Linked DNA regions of Capsicum annuum: region 1 is linked to region 2. A link is a contact called in public Hi-C data. All regions are on one chromosome and are shown on one strand. The core of a region is the stretch at or near the end of the contact, and the rest is flanking DNA. Distances in the headings are between cores, read along the strand shown. Region 1 overlaps LOC107853524 (nicotianamine aminotransferase 1). Region 2 holds the start of LOC107853519 (probable F-box protein At2g36090).

The links. A called contact is a pair of places that touch in the nucleus more often than the background predicts.
Region 1: a contact with region 2 is called in a Hi-C map of leaf, with 1.7 times the contacts expected there. The contact joins the enhancer-like site here to the promoter of LOC107853519 in region 2. A contact is called at or near these places in 2 of 5 Hi-C or Micro-C datasets (leaf and placenta).

Annotation. Positions count from the first base shown.
Region 1 is chr9:154,272,573-154,279,154 of UCD10Xv1.1, reverse strand. LOC107853524 (nicotianamine aminotransferase 1) reads right to left here. Exons shown (of 13, transcript XM_047396316.1): 12 at 5,609-5,743; 13 at 4,943-5,431. The coding sequence ends at 5,721. Among protein-coding and RNA genes, the nearest start is that of LOC107853524, 12 kb to the right of the region's middle. Within about 2 kb of position 4,169, at least 1 of the 5 cell types and tissues checked has an H3K27ac peak or open chromatin away from gene starts, as enhancers often do. A contact at or near this core is called in leaf, where this site is marked.
Region 2 is chr9:154,176,058-154,183,354 of UCD10Xv1.1, reverse strand. LOC107853519 (probable F-box protein At2g36090) reads left to right here and starts at 4,396. Exons shown (of 3, transcript XM_047397049.1): 1 at 4,396-4,630; 2 at 4,767-5,858. The coding sequence starts at 5,750.

The DNA.
Region 1 (6,582 bases), core at 2,920-5,419, 96 kb before region 2:
TACCTCTCTCTCCCTCTCTTTCTCTCTCTCCCCTCAGATCGCTCTCCCCAGTTCCTCGTTATCATCTTCCCCACCCTTTCCATTTCTTTTCCCGTCGCGACTATCACCGGTGGGTTTAGGTTTCCTGTCGGCTCGACTCGGGTGATGGGGGAGGTATCCATAAGCGGCCAAACAGGTAGATCAGACGAGTTGGTTCGACGTCCGTCGACGTCTAGATCCCGGCAAGTCCCTGAAGACGCTCCGGCGAAACTCCGGTGACACTCCATCAGCGTAACCAGCGGCCCCATTCCAGTCGACCTTCTGGCAACCAATTTTCAACATCAAAATTGACAGACTAGCAGCACGCAGGCATACCGGTGACATCTAAACTTTGATTATTTCGTTACTCCATATTTTGGCACTTCATATAGTTTGACTGTTTTATACTATTTTGTTCCCTGTCTCGTTTTTCTACGTTCGTTACTTGCTGCTAGTGAGCATAGTTGTGACTGGCTTCTTTGCTTAGTGGTGGATATTGTTTGTATTGTCTATACCTGTTTTGACCTTTTCTTGATTATTTCATATACTGTACATGTGCCTTTTATCTCCCGCTGTTACTTTATTATTGTTATTGTGGGAATTTTCCTGGACCTGTGGTTGTGGACATTGATGGTAGATAGGGTCATGTTTGAGGGGGTTGGGGCAGGGGGCTATGCTAGGGGTGGGGAGGAGGAAAGGGTGAGTGTGGAAGTGGGGGCTAGGTCTGGCGTTAGGGGAGGTAGAGGAAGACGTGGTGCTAGAGTGGATAGGCTGCGGGTTGGGTCTTGGAATATAGGTACTCTTCAGGGTAAGTCTATTGAGCTGGTGAAGATTTTTAAAAAGAGGAAGATCAATATTGCGTGTGTGCAAGAGACTAAGTGGGTAGGTTCTAAAGCTAGGGATGTAGACGGTTACAAGCTTTGGTACTCTGGTAGCGTGAGGCGAAGGAATAGAGTTGGCATCTTAGTAGATGAGGAGCTTAGAGGGCAGGTAGTGGAGGTTAAGAGGATCAGAGATAGGTTGATGACTATTAAGTTAGTCATTGGGGGGTCTACCCTGAACGTGTGTAGTGTTTACGCGCCTCAAGTGCGCTTGGATAGGGATGAGAAGACGCGGTTTTGGGAGGCTTTGGATGAGGTGGCGAGAGGAGTGCCTAGTTCTGAGAAGATTGTTGTAGCAAGGGATTTCAATAGGCACATCGGGGCATTACCGGGAGGCTTTAGCGATGTGCATGGTGGTTTTGGTTTTGGGAAGAGAAATGAAGAGGGAGCTGCTCTGTTGGACTTTGCGAGGTCCTTTGGGTTGGTAGTGGTGAATTCGACCTTTCCGAAGAAGCACGATCATCTGATCACCTTTCGAAGCACAATGGCCAAGACCCAAATTGACTTTTTGATGCTTAGGAAAGGGGATAGGGTGTTGTGTAAGGACTGTAAAGTCATCTCGAGTGAGAATCTTTCGACCCAGCATAGGCTCTTGGTGATGGACTTATGTATTAAGAAAGACAAGAAGAGAAGGGGTGAGGAGGGTAGACCTAGAATTAAGTGGGGCAGTTTAACACCGGTGAATGCGCGGGAGATAGTGGAGAAGGTGAAAGGTATGTGGGGTGGGAGTGTAAGGGGGACGTGGATGGTATGTGGGATACAGTGGCTAGGTGCATCAAGGAGACTACTAATGAGGTGTTGGGTATGTCCAGGGGCCGGGCCGGTCATTGTCGGGGGGATTGGTAGTGGAATGAAGAAGTTAAGAAGAAAGTGGAGACTAAGAAGGAGACGTATGCTAAGTTGGGTGAGAGTAAGGATGAAGATGAGAAGCTGGCTAATAGGGAGGAATACAAGATAGCTAGGAAAGAAGCTAAGTTGGCAGTTATGGCGGCTAAGACGACAGCGTTCGAGAGATTGTATGCGGGGTTAGAAGAGAAAAGAGAGGAAAAGAGATTGTTTAGGCTTGCAAAGGCTAGGGAGAGGAAGGGTCGTGACCTCAACCAGGTGAAGTGTATTAAGGGGGAGGATGGTAGAGTGTTGGTGGAGGATGACCACATTAAGAAGAGATGGTAGTCGTACTTTAATAGGTTATTAAATGATGAAGGGGATAGAGATATTGTGTTAGGGGAGCTGGAGCACTCAGAGGACTGTCGTGATTTCAGTTATTGTAGACGTTTTAAGGTAGAAGAGGTTAAAGAAGTTGTTCGCAGGATGCGTAGGGGTAGGGCGACGTGGCCTAATGAGATTCCTGTGGACTTTTGGAAGTTTTCTGACGAAGCGGGCTTTAGGTGGTTGACTGACTTGTTTAACGACATTTTTAAGTCGGGAAAAATGCCCGAAGCTTGGAGATGAAGTACAATGATCCCTCTTTATAAGAACAAGGGTGACATTTAAAGCTGCAATAATTATAGGGGTATTGAGTTATTGAGCCACACTATGAAAATTTGGGAGAGAGTGGTCGAGTTGAGATTGAGAAGGATAGTGTCTATCTCGGAGAACCAGTTTGGATTTATACCCGGGCGCTCAACGATGGAGGTGATTCACCTAGTGCGGAGACTGGTGGAGTAGTATAGGGAAAGGAAGAAAGATCGGGACATGATGTTTATTGACTTAGAGAAGGCGTACGACAAAGTCCCTATGGAGGTTCTTTGGAGATGCTTGGAGGTGAGCAAGGTTCCCATGGCGTATATCAGAGTAATCAAGGACATGTATGATGGAGCCAAGACTCAGGTGAGGACGACGGGAGGAGACTCAAAGCATTTCCCTGTCGTTACAGGCCTCAAAGCATTTCCCTATCGTTACAGGGTTGCACCAAGGATCTACCCTTAGCCCGTTCTTGTTTGCTTTGGTGATGGATGTGTTGACGCGACGTATTCAAGGAGAGATGCCTTGGTGCATGCTTTTTGCAGATGATGTAGTTTTGATTGACGAGGGGGGGTGAATGATAAATTAGAGGTGTGGAGATAGACCTTTGAGTCTAAAGGGTTCAGGTTGAGCAGGAGCAAGACAGAATATTTGGAATGCAAGTTTAATGACTTGAGGCAGGAAGACGAGGTGGTAGTAAAGTTGGATTTCCATGCAGTGTGTAAGAGGGATAGTTTCAAGTATCTTGGATCCATGATTCAGGGGAATGAAGAGATTGACAAGGATGTCTCCCACCGGATTGGGGCGAGATGGATGAAGTGGAAGCTCGCCTCGGGGGTGTTGTTTGATAGAAAGGTACCGCCTAAGCTTAAAGGCAAATTCTATATGGTGGCAGTCCGTCCGGCCATGTTGTATGTAGCGGAATGTTGGCCAGTCAAGAACTCTCACATTCAAAAATTGAAGGTGGCGGAAATGCGGATGTGTGGGCTTACTAAGGGTGACAGAGTTCGAAATGAGACTATTCGAGAAAAGGTTTGAGTGGCTTCGGTGGAGAACAAGATGCGAGAAGCCCGTTTGAGATGGTTCGAACATGTAAAGAGAAGGGCCACAAATGCCCCAATTCGAGGTGCGAGAAGCTTGCTTTGGATGGTTTCAGGCGGGGTAGGGGTAGGCCGAAGAAATACTGGAGAAAGGTTATCAGGCGGTACATGAAGCAGTTACAACTCACAGAGGACATGACCCTAGATAGGAAGATCTGGAGGGCACGGATTAGGATAGAAGGCTAGTGCCTTTTTGGGTTGCTGGGGTAGGGCATTACTTGGTAGGGTATTATTCTTGTTATGACACCTTGTTGCATGCTTTATTACGAGTTTGTTTACTGCTCTTTGATTATTATTCCTTGTGGGTGGCGTGGGTATGTACTGTCATCTTGTTCCATGCTTTATTAAGGATTTGTGTATTATTCTGTGTCTTGAGCCGGGGGTCTATCGAAAACAGCCTTTCTACTTCTCCGAAGGTAGTGGTATGGACTGCGTACATCTTACCCCCAGACCTCACTATGTGGGAATATAATGGGTTTTTTGTTGTTGTTTAATTTAAAGCAAAATGAAGCAGATTTTACCATCTTTAGAAAAAAAAAAAAAAAAAGCTCAACACTATCAAGCATGTCCTTTGTTCAAGCACATGAGATTCACACTATCAGTTAGCATCACTGGATTGATTCTGAAGTGTAGAAATTACCATTTAGAACGGATTTCATACAAAATAGAATAGAGTAGAGGATACATACATTGGCAATAAACTGAATATTTTAGGATGATATGTGATTCTCATCCAAATAAGCTTTATTTATCCAATTCATTGTGTTGCTAAGAAGTTGTGTACCCATAAAGGATAAAGCTCTAAAATACCGAATAGCTCTTTTCTTACGAGTACTCTAAGCTACATAAGTTACACAATAGCATTAGCTGGACACCTATGGCTAAAATTTTTGTGGATGAAATGGTTATACATTAAGATAATGAAAAGAACAGTTACTATAACTTTGAGGAGATATTCAAGATAGCAACACACAGACAAATGAGGAGATATTCAAGATAGCAACACACAGACAAATGATTTTCGTTCAGTTTTGGACCCAGCAGAATAGAAAATATATTCTTTCAGACTTTAGTAGCAAGAAATCTGACATGTCGCTGGAAGGTTACCTCCAAAGCCCCAATCACAAAGGAATTACCAAATTATGATCATAATTAAAACAAATCCAGGCCAGATTAACACTACAATTGCAAATCAACAGTAGAAGTTCTTATTTTTTTTTAACTTCATCTATAACTTGAAAAATATAGTAGTCGTTGATTGAGGCATAATTGTTGTAATAGTTGTTGCTAGAATTTGAAAAGCACAAAAGAAACTATTCACTTGGTTTAACCCAAAGATGAGGATTTAAAACATCCATAAAAGAGAAACAGAGCTTCACAAGAACATATATATTTTTCTTCTTAATAAGGTACGTAAACTCAAAAACATACATATGAACTACGAAGTCTCAAAAAAGTAATAGTTATAAAGCAGAAGAATTTCACAGGGAGGACACATAGTAACTTGACACTTCAAGGCAAACAAGACATGTAATTTATAATTGTTTTTGCTACAGAGATAGTAAACAATGACATACCTAGTGTAATCCCACAAATTTCACAAGTGGGTCTTGGGAGGGTTACGGTTAGCAAACAAAAATTACATAAAGAGGTAATCATCAAATTTTTTTTATTGGTGAGATAAAGGATGACAAAATAGCTATAGCTCTAACACCTTCAAGTTAACAGTTAAATTTCAGTACTTGCATTCAGTATCTAACTTGATGTGAAACCATTTTAAATCCATATTTTCTTTAGGTTTGATGGGTCTGGAGAAAAATGAATATAGGCAAACATCATGTAGAGTGAGACAACTTTTCTGGACCTGTGATTAACCTTTTTCAAGATGTAGAGAAAATAGTGAAATGTTTCTCCAAAAGCATTCCACTCAACAGACCAGGTAAGCTCAGGATGATTAAAGAATGACACCTGCTGAAATGTGGATGGTCAATAAAAGCAAAATGCAATTTAGAAGCATATAGCAACAGAATTAGGAAGAACCAGGCTGTGAGAAAAGGTATGAATTAAAAGAGATAAGTTTTTGGTTACATCATGCTGTTCTTACTATTTACAAATAAAAAATAAACCTAAAGTTGCTCTTACTACCTGGCCAAACGTGATAGAGATAATTATGCCCTCAGTTTTCAGAACTCTATGAATCTCATGAAGCATTTTTTTCACTTTCCCCAGTATCGAAAGGTGGGGATTCCAGGGGTCACTACTGTCCACGAACAACACATCCTTCAAGGTCAAACAACATACATTTTCAGTAAGGAAGTTCGGAAACCTACATATAAGAGCTTGTAGGAATTTTGTCAAACACATAGAAGGCGAAGGGTCATGAAAAAATATAAATACTACACCATAGTGCGATATTATGATAACTACGACGAAACTATCCCATCGAAAAATCATTAGAAGATCAGCAAGTGCATATCCAAAAAGAAATTACAAAATCATTCATTATGTACCCACCAAATCTAAAAAAGAAACAATCAGAAAATTAGGACTAAGATGAAGCGTAAACATATCTCAACTCCTTAATAATACCAAAACACACAGCAACATCCACCACAACGACCTGTGTTTACAAAGAACAATTGAAGAGACGGCGGAGAAAAGAGAAAACATCAAAAATGAAACTTACCAAATAACTATACAAAGATCCTTACTTGTGAGAGAGTACTTCTAATGTACTTATTAGAGAGTTTCTCCATTGTTGATCTATGGAGAAAAGTAAAATAGCATATTTGTTGTTTGTGCAGAATGAATATGAGGAAGATGATGATTCTAGAGTCACAGACATAGGATATTTGCTAGTGTGAATTTACCGCATTACCCTTGATAATCCTAATTCATCTTTCTATACAGTAGTAACTAGATAGTTATGCTCGTACTATGCACGGGACCAAACTCCATGCTCCATATAAAAATAATAATATTCAAATTATTTTCCCGTACAAATTACAAGAAGGCATAATGTTGTTATTCTCTTTTGGTTTACCATAATATCGCACTATGGTTTAGTATTTATATTTTTTACTTGATATTATGCTTTACTTGGTACTGCCTCGACCTCT
Region 2 (7,297 bases), core at 3,147-5,646:
ATGGTCATATGAGTTATAAGAACTAATGATCATTTTTTATCACAATTTATACCCATTAACATATGTAATTAATATTTTTATTTTAAGAGAAAATGGCTAAAAACCCCTCCAACCTTTACCCCAAATTCCAACTGCATACTTATACTTTGCGGGGGTCCTATGACCCCCCTGAACTATTTAAAACTGAAATTATAACAACCCTAAATAGCCACAACCACATTTTTGTTGGGTGGTGAAACACACGCGTTTTTACACGTGTAAAATATATTTAATTTTATTTAATTCATTTTCCTTCCAAAATTTACTTCATTTTTTTATTCTTCTTTTTTTTCCTTTCTCTACATCTTCTTTTCTTCATTCTCAATCTATTTTCCCCCTTTCTCTTCATCTTCTTTTCTTCAATCTCAAAAGCCAAAATGAACTCATTAAATTTTCTTTACTTTCTCTTTCCATCATTTTCTTCAATTTCAGAAATCAAAGAATACCCATTTGTCAATCTTTTTTTTTTTCTTTTTTTTTTTTTATTTTTCCAACTATGAAAATTGATGTTGAATTTATGATTGTACAAGATCTTTGGTGCTGATTTTTCATAATTTCCTGTGAATACCCACCTAATTTATTTTTTGTGAATACCGACCTGATTTGGTGATGATTTTTTAATTTCTTGAAATTCAAGAAATGTGAATTTGATTGTTGTTTATATCGGATGTGAAGAAAATCATAGAGTACAAGTCAGTAAAGATAAGATTGTTGTTTACTTCACAAGTTTAAGAGGTATGAGGAAAACCTGTGAGGATTGTTGTCATGTTCGAGTGATTCTAAATGAATTGAGTGTTAAAATCGATGAAAGAGATGTATTGATGCATTTGGGTTTCAAAGAGGAGCTGAAAGAATTGCTGGGAAATAAATATAGTGGAGGGGGATTGCCTAGAATATTTTTAGGCAAAAAATACATTGTGGAGCTGATGAAATACGGTGAATGAACGAGGATGAAAAGCTCAAGAAGTTTGTCGAAAACTGTGAAAGACTGAAGGATGGTGTTGTAAATAGAGGTTGTAATTGTAAGGCCTGTGGAGATATTAAATTTGTACCATGTGAGACATGTTCGGGGAGCTGTAAATTTTATTACGAAGAAGAAGACGAAGAAGAACAAGAAAAAATTAAAGATGATGAATATGGCTTCCAGAGATGCCCAGATTGTAATGAAAACGGGCTTATTCGTTGTCCAGTTTAATTTGTTGTGATTAAGGTTGATCACAAAATTATCTTGGTCTTTTTTTTATTTGGATTATTTTTTCTTTTCGGATGATGTTTGTTGTACAGTGAGGAGTTTTGATTAATATCAATATATATAAAATAATTTAATATATACAAAAAATATTAAAAATAAAGTTTTAATATTTTTCTGTTGCTCACTCTCTTTAAGAGAATGAAACACACTCTCTTTGCTACGTCAGCCTTTAGGGGTATTATAATTTCAGTTTTAAATAGTTAAGGGGGGTCATAGAACCCCCCGCAAAGTATAAGTGTGTAGTTGATATTTGGGGTAAAGGTTGGAGGAGTTTTGGGCCATTTTCTCTTTATTTTAATAATGAAATGCACCAACACAAAATTATATAACTTCAATATAAGTTACAACATGATCATTGTACTTGTCCTTTAAAACTTTTTAGTTTTTAGAAAATTTGAAAAGCAAATACCACTAATGGTATGAACTTTTTTAATTACAAGTGCAATGACATTCATATTAATAATCTAAATATTACTATAATACATGAATGGTACAATTACAATTTTGCATGTTTATACTAAAATGTTAATGCATACCAGGAAGTATGAAGATAAATCAAGAACAGATTGAAAGAAAATAGACATGTATACTCTTTCTGTTTGAGATTAAGAACACCATCGTTCTATAAGTCAGATGCCTCATGATAACTCTGATTCTAATAATACCAAAAGAATCACGAAATAATTTTTTATACCTTTATTGCTACCTCACTCTACATATTAGGTGCTCTAGATCTTTCTCTTTATGAGTTTCACAACACAACAAATAAAAGGCCCTCGATATTGATTCGTCAGATTGCTATCAGTAGAGAATTTATTGTATGGTAAAATCTTCATGAAAAATGAGATCTTAAATAGAAACTTTATATGCCATTTTTTTTATCAGACAAAGTCTTATTGTTCCTTATACTAAATTTGCTCCTAGCCTACCAAAAATAAAATTTCATGTTTGATTCATCCTATTCTACATCTCGAGATTCAGTCAAATTGGCCGTTGCAACTTACTATTACTATAAATTAACCAAAAAACACAAAATTCTAAACTTGGTAGCCTTGAACTTGAGGAAACTTATACATGAAGCAGTAAATTTTGATAGCATGGTTATATGGAATACAAATGCACATCCGTGATATTTTCTTAATCTTCACATCTACGTTAATGAACGCCTTTTCTTCAACTTATCTTGGAGTTGTACCTATTACATATAGCATAGACGAAAGAGTTGAAACCCAAAGAGGAGTAAGAGGAAAGTTCAAAATCAGCTAATTCTAAAGAAAATAAAATTTGACTAATATTCATGAGAAACTTTTGTTATTTCTAGTTACTTAATTCACTTTTTATTTTTATGAAAGCTGAAAAAATACTCATTCAGCGTGAAATAGAGAGTGTGGAGAAGGAGAACTAAAAGAAGGAAAAAGATAAGAGAGTTTTAATGTTTCTAGACTTACGTTTAGTGCGTTAGAAATACCAAGTAACGCACCATAACCAACAGATTAGACTACTTACTTCATGTATTAAGCCAATAATGAAAGGGTTGCACCATTGAATCGTCCTTGTGAGTCCAAATGGCATTGATTGCACGATAGATTCACATAATCTTGCTAGAAATTGATCTCTTCAATGTACTATTATTTTTTATTGTGGTTGTGCTGCCGCCGACAACGATGGTGAAAGAGATCGTTCCTATGTTTCTTGAAAGTTGAAGAGCAATTGAAGATTGTTCTGTTTAGAGATAGTTGTTTTTAGAATGTTTGAGAGAAAAATATTAGCTAAATATCAGCCAAACATAATTATTATTTTGTCCTCAATAGTGTGCATATCTATAGCTTTATCCTTGATCGTCCTGGAACTCATTCTTCCATACAATAAATAATATAATATATAATAATAAATATAATAAAATAGTAAATATAATATATATAATATAAATATAAATAATATATTAGTTTCGGGTGCCATCACTTTCCAATTTTGTAAACGAACAAGTAACAACATTATTACTCTATGATTTGAGTAAGTCAAGATTAATAGTATCCCTCCCCCCCCCTCCCCCCATTACGAACTACAAATACCACTAAAGAATGGTGCTGCTGATGAGTTTTTCCTTCTTAATTAGATGTTTCAATTTTGAATTTTGTGTATGAAAATTTTTTGATAGGGAGAGTTGTTATTTTCAAATGTGCCTTACCTAACATGAGTTCAAATTAGTCGAATATCAAACACCGTATTGATAAGAAAATTCTAAAAGTTATTCAAAGGTATATATTTGTTCACAATCAAATTTTAAAGTGATGAAAATACACTATAATCACAAATAAAATATGAAGAAATATAATTTTATTAATAAATAATATGGTACAATTTTATTCCTCCGTCGATTCCTCTCTCTTGATTATTATCTCCAAATTCGAAAGACAATAATAGCGTATTGCTTAAATATAGAATAATTTGAGCCTCGTTGTGATATAATTGATCACGAGGAACATTGAACAAACTTTGAGAAGGCATAATTTGATACTTTAATCTCTTTATGAATATTTGAGGAGTATGAGATATTCAAGATATTTTTTCAAAAACTAAAGTACCCTTTATATAGGCGTTAACTAGGGTTTAAGGTGAAATAGTTTCTAAAATTCTTATTAAAATTGGATTTTTTTTATAAAGTCACACAAAATATTAATCTCTAGAATATTTGTTAGCAAAAATGATTGCAAACATCGTTGAACCATTCAAAATAAATTAACTTTATCTTCTATTAGTTTTTTGCTAAAAATGCTCTCCTATTAGTCAAATAACTTCAAAATATCGTTCATATAAACAAAAAATAAAATAGTGAATATTTAGTTGAAAAATTAATACTGATAATTAAATTCTATATAAAATATATAAACCTGTCAGACATAACAAAAATAAATTTAACCTATAGTTCACTTATTTTTAACCTTTTTCCGTTGATATTATATGGTTTACATGGTTAAATTCGTGGGTGGGGTCCAAATAAGCTGCTCTTGTGACCAAAATACGTGGCAGAACAGTGGAGTTCTTGATTGTTCATTTGAAATGTCCACATAAATACTTGTTTTTCTGCATTATTGTGTCATATTGTGTTCTACAAACTTTTTGAGATTCATTTTGTTGGATTATTATCCACAATAATTACAAAGGGCCCTTATAAATATCTTCTTCTTACACTTTAAAGAAAGTGACTCTTGAACCCCTTTCTCTTCAATTACAATTTCTCTTCTTTTGTTCTTCTTGAATTACAAGTTTTGGAAATTTGCCCAAGATTATCTCCTTTTCTAGCAGAAGCAGTAGTTTGGTGAGCTCCACAGTTCCCAGGTGTGTTTACGCTTCATTTTTTTGTTTTTTATTTTCAAGATTTTGTGCTTTTTTACTTGGGATTATTTGTAGGTTTCTGGTTTTTGGTTAATTTAGTGACATTGATTTGTTGGTAAAGTTGCCTTCATGTCACCAGGAGGTGGTTACGGTTTCAAGCCGTGGAAACACAAGGTAAAACTAGTACAATTTGAGTTCAGGCCCGGCCCTTCTTTGAACCCGCACATAGTGGCAGCAGGCTGCCTGCCTTTTTTTGATTTGTTGGTGGAAAAATGTGTATGCTGCTGAAATTTTTTAATTCCCTTGTTATGTTGTTTAGTTTTGTTAGTTATAGAACCCAAGAAATTAGTGAAGGCATTTATTTGATTGGGAAAATGGTTTAAAGTTCAGTTTTTTTATTTTCACTAGAATGTTGCTTTGATGTTGAGCACTAAGGACGTCCTTTCTGCCACTAAATGTTTTCCATATTCAGCAACTAAACAATATTGTACTTAATGTGTCTGTTTATTCCTTGTTCTGACTCCTGAGTAAATGATGCTTTCACATGTTTTCAGGAGATTTTTTGGTATTAATAATTCCGTATTTTTGGGGATTAAAAATAAAGGCGTGGATGGGAGTGGGGTGAGGAAGACGTTTTGTACTGATAGTTCTGTTTTCCTTCAGACTTGTGGAACAGAAGGGGCTTTGGTAGTTAGATTTAAACTTGGTTTCATATTCAGGCGCAATTTAGCAACGAGTTTTGGGGGTTTGTTGTGACTTGTAAGAAAGCCTTTGAGATTGATGGTTTGATTATATTCCTACTTTGTTTTCTGATGCAAGGCAGCTGTTAATTTATTGAAGAATTTAGATGGCAAACTCACTTTTTTCCTTGCAAATTGGACTATATGTAGCTCAGTTTGGCAGTTGGACTATATCTTGACTTCATAGTCTCTGGTGGTTTTGGGTTAGCATTGGCTATAGTCAATTTGCGAGCATTGTCCTAGTTCTAAATTAGGATAGAACGTAATCTGTCACCTTCTGCCCCCCAGGTTTTGCACAAACTATTCAAGAAGAGTGTGTGATAATGCTCTTAACAAGAGGAAAAAAAAAGGAAGAAAATTAGAAGTGGAAGTAGAGAGAATAATGTTGGAGCTTGGATGGCCGTGGAAATTGGAACCTTCGCAAAAATGGATCAAAATTTCCCCTTTCACAGACCATGATCAATATTCAGCGTCAAAGCTTTTGTTTAGCGGTTAGTCAGCATTCAATATCTTGACATTTTACTATAAAAGTCCTTATCTTGTGGGACTGCTATTGGTCTTCCTTCATTACCTAGAGTCAGAATGAAACAGACAAGATACGACACTTGTTAGCTTATGACTGGCTGGTATGGTGAAGAAAAAGATCATCTCGAAAACCAAGATTTCCTTCAGTAACTAAAATTTAGAGATCTAGTATATTTATTAATCAGCCACAAGCCTTGAAATTATGCCAGCTTTTGACCATATCCAGTTCTCAGCCCAGTTTCAAGGTGTTTAGAGGTACTTGATTTCAGGAGTAGCTAGCTGCAAAAGAGATCTTAAAGTAGAGGACAACAAACAATCAGAGTTCCTTTGAGAATAGCGTGAAACACGAAAATGTTTTACTCTAATCAACTTTGAGGCCAAACATTGAAATTCCTTCTCTAATATTATCTTATTAAATGGCACCCAAGGGTGTGGCCTAGTGGTTCAATGAAGTTGGGTTGAGCACCATTTGGTCTCAGGTTCAATTTCCAACAGAGACAAACACTAGGTAATTTCTTCCCATCTTTTCTAGCCTTGGTGGACAGAGATGGTGGACAGAGATACCTGGTACCTGGTGCTGGTGGGAGGTGGCAGGTATCCCGTGGAATTAGTCGAGGTGCGCGCAAGCTGGCCCGGACACCACGGTTGTCAAAAAAAAAATCTTATTAAATGTGAGTGGAATTGGATTGCCATAGCTTTAAGTTCAGCATCATTTATATCAATTAACAATTGCTCAAGGAATACTAATGTATTGAATTTTTGTTAGAGATAACCTTCTAATATAATTGCCAATGTGACTTATAAAAAAGAATTGCCAATTTTTGATTTAGAACTAAGAGGAGTCTGAATGTCTGATGCCAGTTACAGGGTCAATGAAGCTGCAATAGTCGAATGTGTAGGTATTGTATTTGATCTAACTTTCAAATATAATTGCCAATGTTGATTTTGAAACAAGAGGTGTTCGATTGGTTCATGCAAGATGAGTCTGATTTGGTCGTGAGTGTATTGCATCCTTATAGCACAAGAAGATTTGGATACCTTAGAGGTCTATTAAGCTCCTAGGCGTTTACCATAAGATCGTACCAGAGAGAACAGGAAATTTTCTTATCTACTCTGAAGGGTAAGATGATTACTTTTACTAATGCCATGCTTTCTGAATTTGATTAGAAATTATGTGGGACCACATAATTTTTTGCCTTTGTCGCCTAACTGGACTCTAGGATGGCTCTATGATTTAGAAATTGAACAACAACATATCCAGTGTATTCCACATAGTGGGGCCTGGGGAGGGTAAAATACATTCCATACCACTACCTCAGAAGCGAGATAGAGAGGCTTGATTTAGAAACTGAAACGTGTATAAAATTCTCTCTGTCCCCCCTTTTTCTTTGACGATGTATTATTT